Regions from separate parts of the Zea mays genome. Here region 1 is linked to region 2. A link is a contact called in public Hi-C data. All regions are on one chromosome and are shown on one strand. The core of a region is the stretch at or near the end of the contact, and the rest is flanking DNA. Distances in the headings are between cores, read along the strand shown.

The links. Hi-C and Micro-C count contacts between places; a contact is called where the count stands out from the background.
Region 1: a Hi-C map of endosperm shows a contact between it and region 2, with 2.7 times the contacts expected there. The contact joins the enhancer-like site here to the promoter of LOC100383949 in region 2. A contact is called at or near these places in 2 of 25 Hi-C or Micro-C datasets (ear and endosperm).

What each region holds. Positions count from the first base shown.
Region 1 is chr8:108,460,349-108,463,459 of Zm-B73-REFERENCE-NAM-5.0, reverse strand. It overlaps LOC100281565 (LEC14B), which reads left to right. Exons shown (of 10, transcript NM_001154484.2): 9 at 128-188; 10 at 623-1,020. The coding sequence ends at 781. Among protein-coding and RNA genes, the nearest start is that of LOC100281565, 12 kb to the left of the region's middle. Within about 2 kb of position 1,504, at least 19 of the 20 cell types and tissues checked have an H3K27ac peak or open chromatin away from gene starts, as enhancers often do. A contact at or near this core is called in ear and endosperm, where this site is marked.
Region 2 is chr8:107,955,493-107,958,605 of Zm-B73-REFERENCE-NAM-5.0, reverse strand. LOC100383949 (Ubiquitin-associated/translation elongation factor EF1B protein) reads right to left here and starts at 1,350. Exons shown (of 2, transcript NM_001362234.1): 1 at 1,194-1,350.

The DNA.
Region 1 (3,111 bases), core at 255-2,754, 500 kb before region 2:
TCTATTACGTATATCATCGTTCCGGATTCGATCCCTTTTTCTTGTATGGCCATAAATTCAACATAACATATGTATTTTCGCAACACTTTCTGTTCACATCACTGATGTGTGAATTTTGTTTATGCAGCACTGGGCAAAAGTACATATATACAGGGTCGTATGATTCCAATGTTTGCATCTATGATGTGGTATATATCTTCCCGACACGCACTTCATTTATACCATACCATTTCTTGGGGTAGTCTGTCTGCACCATGCATTCATAGGCACCTGCCGTGGATTCATGCATACATAATTATCTAACGCATGAGAGCTGTGGTTTTTCTTTTCCAACTACTACTACTTGATAATTTATGCAGTAGTCTCATGCATTGGATGATTATGCATGGACACGTGACATTAACCCACCTGTCCATAGGTACCTGGTGGAGATAGTCTCCATCCATTTTTTTTCCTGAATGCATGCCTATGCCATTTTTTTACAGCAGTTGATGAAGAAGCTCCTTTTTCCTGCCGAGAAATTGTGCATGATCTGACGAAAACACAGAACACAACCGCATAAGTTACTAGTGATAGACAATGCCGGTTGATTCTCAGTTTCGTTTCGTGGTTCGTGCTGCAGGTAAGTGGATCCCAGGTTGCGAAGCTGAAATGGCATCAAATGGCGATTCGGGACTGCAGTTGGCACCCATTTGAGCCCACGCTTGTGAGCTCATCCTGGGACGGCCGGGTAGTGAAATGGACCAGCGCACGTGATGAAGGGGCTTCTGATGTCGATTGAGTTGAGTCGACCGTGCAGGTGCAGCGCGAGTGATCTTTACTGTTCGTGGTTGTGGGCTAAAAAAAAACATACCCAATCTTGCACTAAAAAAAAGGAGAGTAAGCACAGCTCGTAATAAAGAAAGAAGATCATGTGTTGCAGTGGTAATTTGTAAATGTAAATACTGAACTGAAACCATGTGGGCAGGACCGAGTGCATAAGCACCTTTGTGAATATGGTTGTTCCATAAAGCCTTTTCCATGTCCTTTGGAGGGAGCGTGTTTTTGTTGGCATTTGGTTTTCGACGTTCCGTTTTTTTTGGGTATGGGTATGGGCAATGCGCTTTTTTTAGAAGATGTTTGGTTTCTAGGGACTAATTTTTAGAAACGGGGAGATCTAGGGGTGCAGAGTACTCCACCAGTTTTTCTGATCCAACCCTCGCGCCAAAACTGCGAGCGAGGTGTCGCAAGGCATGAAAAGAAAACCCGCTGCCTTTTCCGCTAATAACAGGCAAAGCGGAAGCAAGCACACTGCACACACTTGTCGTCGCCGGCGTTTGTAGCGTGCCCATCAAGGCAAGAAGTGACCAAGCGAGACGACAAGAAGGTGATGAGCCCTGCTCTTCTTTTTTCACGCGTACCGCGTCGTCTGCTTTGTCGACGAACGAACCAGTACACTTTCACTCTGGCGCCTGACGTGACGCCGCTGCACATCCTCGTCACGCGGGGCAGTCAAAGGAGGGAGGCAGCAACGGGGAAGAGCAGTCGGCGGACCGAACAAAGCTGGATCTGCTGCTTTGTCCCAAGCCAGCAGCAGGTATCTGCCTGCCGAAGCAACCGCAAATGTGACCCAGCACGCTTTCCTCGGCAATCCGGTGTGCCGGCGGGACCATCTGCCACCACGGGCTCTCCTCCGATCCGGCTCTTTTACAGCTCGGTTGACGAGCGGACGCGTCGAGTTGCCGTCAGCGCTGCGTACTGTACGTACGTACGAGTAGGAGAACAGATCGCGAACGCGGGGCCGGGGGAAAGGAACGTAAATAAATGTGCATCATGCTCGTCACACCGCTGGCAGTAAATGTAAAGGCTGGGGCGCCATGTCGAGGCAGAGTACTGCGGATACGGTTACCTGCTGTTGCAATTCAGTAATTGCTTGTAGACGACTGAATCACACGGAACGGAATCGTACTGTACGACGAGTTATTAGTGTCTTTCTAACTGCTCTCGACGGTACGAACCTGGCATGGCTTGCCACTAGGGTCTATTTGGAACACAAAATTCAGTATATTGCGCAGGAAAAAAAAATCTAGGAACGAGAAAAATCCCCGTGTTCTAACCAGAGCCTCATCTCAGGTGGCAAAATCATTTGTGTGTGTGCGCGCGCGCGCGCGCGTGGAAAGACCCACAACATCCAAGTTCAGGGAAGGGCGGATTGAGAGGGCGTTTGGTACAGCCTTTTCTGCTTGGATACTATACTTTGGTATGTAGTTAAAGTATGGTGAATGCCGAATTTATGAATAATGTGCTCAGTTACAAACTCCAGTTCATTTGGTCAGTCAAATAATTTGTGGCAGCTGGCACAAATCAATGCTCTTTTGATGACGAAGGATGAATTTCTCCAACAAAGTCTAAACCTCATCCTCTAAAGGACCAATATTTTTTTATAGATTCATATGTTTATGTTGAAGCAACTGAATTTATCTTTATGTTGAAGCAAATTATTCTTGTCATTAGAACTATTTTTTTCTAGATTCATATGTTTGGAACAATATTTTCTTGTTCGTGTGCTATGAATTGTAATACGATGGTATGCTATAAACTATAGTATTTATGTGAATTTTTATGTTGGTGTGTTATGAAATAATTATTCTCTAAATGTGTAGATGGATGCAAATATGGAAAATTTGGTAAAGAAAGGGCACAATGGACTACAATTTCTAGCAGAGTTATCTAAACATACTGCCATCGTTGGTCACTTAGGTGAGCAATAAATACTATGAGAGGTTTTTAAACAAAAGTGGTTATAGAGTTCCTTGACAATCTGGAATTGAATGGGTCGAAGAGTGCTTAGCTCATCCTAGATATTCTTGCAATATGTGACTTTGACATGAGATTTACATTTGTGGTTGATGGTTGGCCGGGTTCTGCACATGACACACGAATTCTCAATCATGCACTCACAAATTTTGGTGATAAATTTCCAAAACCCCCCTACAGGTACTGATGGTAACTTTTTTGTAAGTTAATTTAAAGTTTCATACCCTTAACAAACATTGAAATTTCTTTGTATTTTTAGGGAAGTACTACATCGTGGATTCTGGTTACCCAAATCGAATCAGATATCTTGCTCCT
Region 2 (3,113 bases), core at 101-2,600:
CAGCTAATCCAACTGTGAAAAATAATCTGACATCCTGATAAGAAACGAATGCCATGTTGCTCGCCACATGACAACTACCACAGGTCTCCCATGCTAAGAACAAAATCAACATGTTTGGTTTGAGAAATGAGATAGTCCATCATCTTCTCACTCCTCACTTTCTTGTTTGGTTTGTGGAATGGAATGAGTTGATCCATCACCATTCCGTTTTATTCATCATAGACTAATAATTAGTAATAATATGAGGAATGAGTTCATTACACTAAATTTTTGGAATAAACTCATGATGCATCACCTCATCTAGAATGAATTGATTCTTCAAACCAAACACCCCCTTAGGTCCACTTACATTTGACATGCAACTTCTATCCACTAGTGATGCTTCATTTTAGTTGTTTTTTTTTCTGCGTCAAAGAAATTGTGCTTGTTTCGATATCCCATATCCCATAATCAAGCAGCAGAACCTTACGCACATAACAACAGAACTAAAGCAAGAGATTATTAAATCATTACAGAATTAGAGAATTATGACTTGTTGGATTAGCTCCGAGTATATTTGCTTATGTTCCCTTTGCCATCAGATTACCGGATCAAAACAGGAATCTTACATGTATTATATTTTTTTTGAAAAACCAACTTACAGCTACTATAACCAGAATTTTGGCTGAATGAGCATTTTGCATCTATTAGCCTCCAGAAAAACTGCGCTTACATTTCTCATCCCTTGAATTCCAAAACCTAATCATCAATTCATGAGCCAGTAGATAAGAAACCAAAAATTCTCTTTTCACGAAACTCTACAGCATAATCACCCATAGCTTCACCAGCATCCTGACACCGAGAGGACTCCCTGCAAATCCCCGCGAGCCATCACCTGTGCCCAATCCCCGAAAATTATCGACGTGTGGCGTCCTTCCATGCCCAGGCGCGCATGGTACGCCCGCCACGGTCACCCGCACCGCAATCACGCGATCCCGTGGAGCCCCAGCGGCCGTTCCCCGTCTGAATTCCACGGGCGCGCGGCTCCCAGTCTCCCACACACTCTCCAGCGAGCGTTGGCATTCCCGCGCGTCGGCGGATCAAACCATGGGGCCACCGAACTCCACGCCCAAATCGAATCGAACCAGCGAGGGATCAGAGAGAGAGGGCAGGAGAAACAGTGAGCTGATGGGGCGGGGCGACGAGGAGCTTACCCGGCGTCGAGCAATACGCGTAGGGTTTTGGCCTGCGGGCGGCGGGGATCGCGGGGCGGCGAGGGATTGGGGACGAGGGCGAGAGCCTTCTAGGGTTTGGTTGGTTGACGCGGGTGTGGTGGGGTGGGGAGAAAATGGAGACGAAGCGAGACGGGAGGCGAGCGAGACAGCGGTCGGGCGGGCGAGAGACGGGACAGCAAGGCCGCGCAGCGCAGGCACAAGCACAACAGACTTGCGATCGGGTGGGTTTCGGTTTCGGTTTCGGTTTCGCGATGGCCTGTGCTGCGATGCCGCGCTGGTCTATTGCGTCCCGCGTGTGGTGGCTGGTGGGGTGACCGGGTGGGACACTGCGTGCGTTCGTGCGCAGAGGTGGATCGGGTGAGGGCGCGCACGCGACCGCGGGATCTTCCATTTTTTAACTTTTCTAAATTTTTTCTGGTTTCGTGAATGTTGAGCCTAAGGTCATGGGCTAGGGCCATGAAGGCCAGTATTACTCGGTAATACCTCGGTCTAGCCCAGTAAAATGTGAATAGATAAAATATTATCTCTAACTTAACACTCGACCATGATCACCTCCATCGATCGTCGACTGCCTCCGATTAGGTGACTTCGTCCTTGTTTTGCGCCTTCGCGTTGCTCCTTACTGCGCGGCGCTTTGTCGCCGCTAGGTTCGTGTTCTCATCTCTACTCACGCCATGGCGCTTGCGATGTCATTCACATACCTCGCCGTCTCCCCGCTCCCGTGTGGCACGCCGCCACACGTCGCGGTTTCTAGTTTCGTGAACGTTGGCCTAAAGCCATGGGCGGAGGGGCCATGTAGGCCGGTATTACTAGGCAATACCTTGGTATATCCTAATAAAACATGAACACAAAAAATCTTATCTCTAACCTAACACTAGCAATCGACTAGGATCACCTCCGCCGATTGTCGACTGCCTCCGATTAGGCGACTCCGCCCATGCTCTACGCCTTCGCGTCGCTCCTTACTGTGCAGCGCTTTGTCGCCGCTAGGTTCACGTTCCCATCACGGCTCACACCATGGCTCCTGGCGATGTCGTTCACATACCTCACCGCCTCCTCGCTCCAGTGTGGCACGCCGCCACACGTTGTGGCGACGTTCCACGACATACTATTCCGCACGGACGTAGGCGTGATGTGTCGTGCGGCCGAGGCGCTCGATGTTGCTTTGTCCCGCCTCGACGACCTCGATCCACTATCGCTCATGTCCTCTCTCCTCTCGCTGACTCGCTCCGTCATGCGGGGTGCCTTGCTGAAAGTCGCCTAGAGGGGGGTGGATACGCGAAACCTGAAAATTAAAACTTTATCCCCCAACTAGATCCCTTGATTAGAGGTTAGAACAAGATATACAATTATCGCAGTAAAAACTAAGTCTTTGCTTGTAAGGAGTATTGCTTTCAAATATTTGCGGAATTGACAAATCAATACTACTAATAAGTCTATGAGAATAAATCAAGAGGACTTAGATAAGAAGAGCAATAACACAAGTTCTTTCTTGCAAGGTGTGGCTTCTCTAAAAGAGAATTTAACTTGAGGCAACACAAAATAATGTTGGCAAAGAATAGCGCAAGAGAACTTAGAAAGGGAGAGAACAAACAAATCACAAGCAATAAGCACACAAGACACGGGTGATTTGTTTTACCGAGGTTCGGCCTTCGAAGGCCTAGTCCCCGTTGAGGAGTCCACTAAGGACGAGTCTTTTTCAACCCTTTCCCTCTCTCCACCGATCACTCAAGATCGGCGAGCTCTTCTTCTTCTCAAGGATCACTTAAGACCCCGTAAGGACCACCACACTCTTTGGTGTCTCTTGCTAGCTTTACAAGTCTCCAAAACTTTGGAGGAAGTTCAATGGGAGTCAAAACTCCACGCGCAAATGAACACAAGGATATACCACACACTATC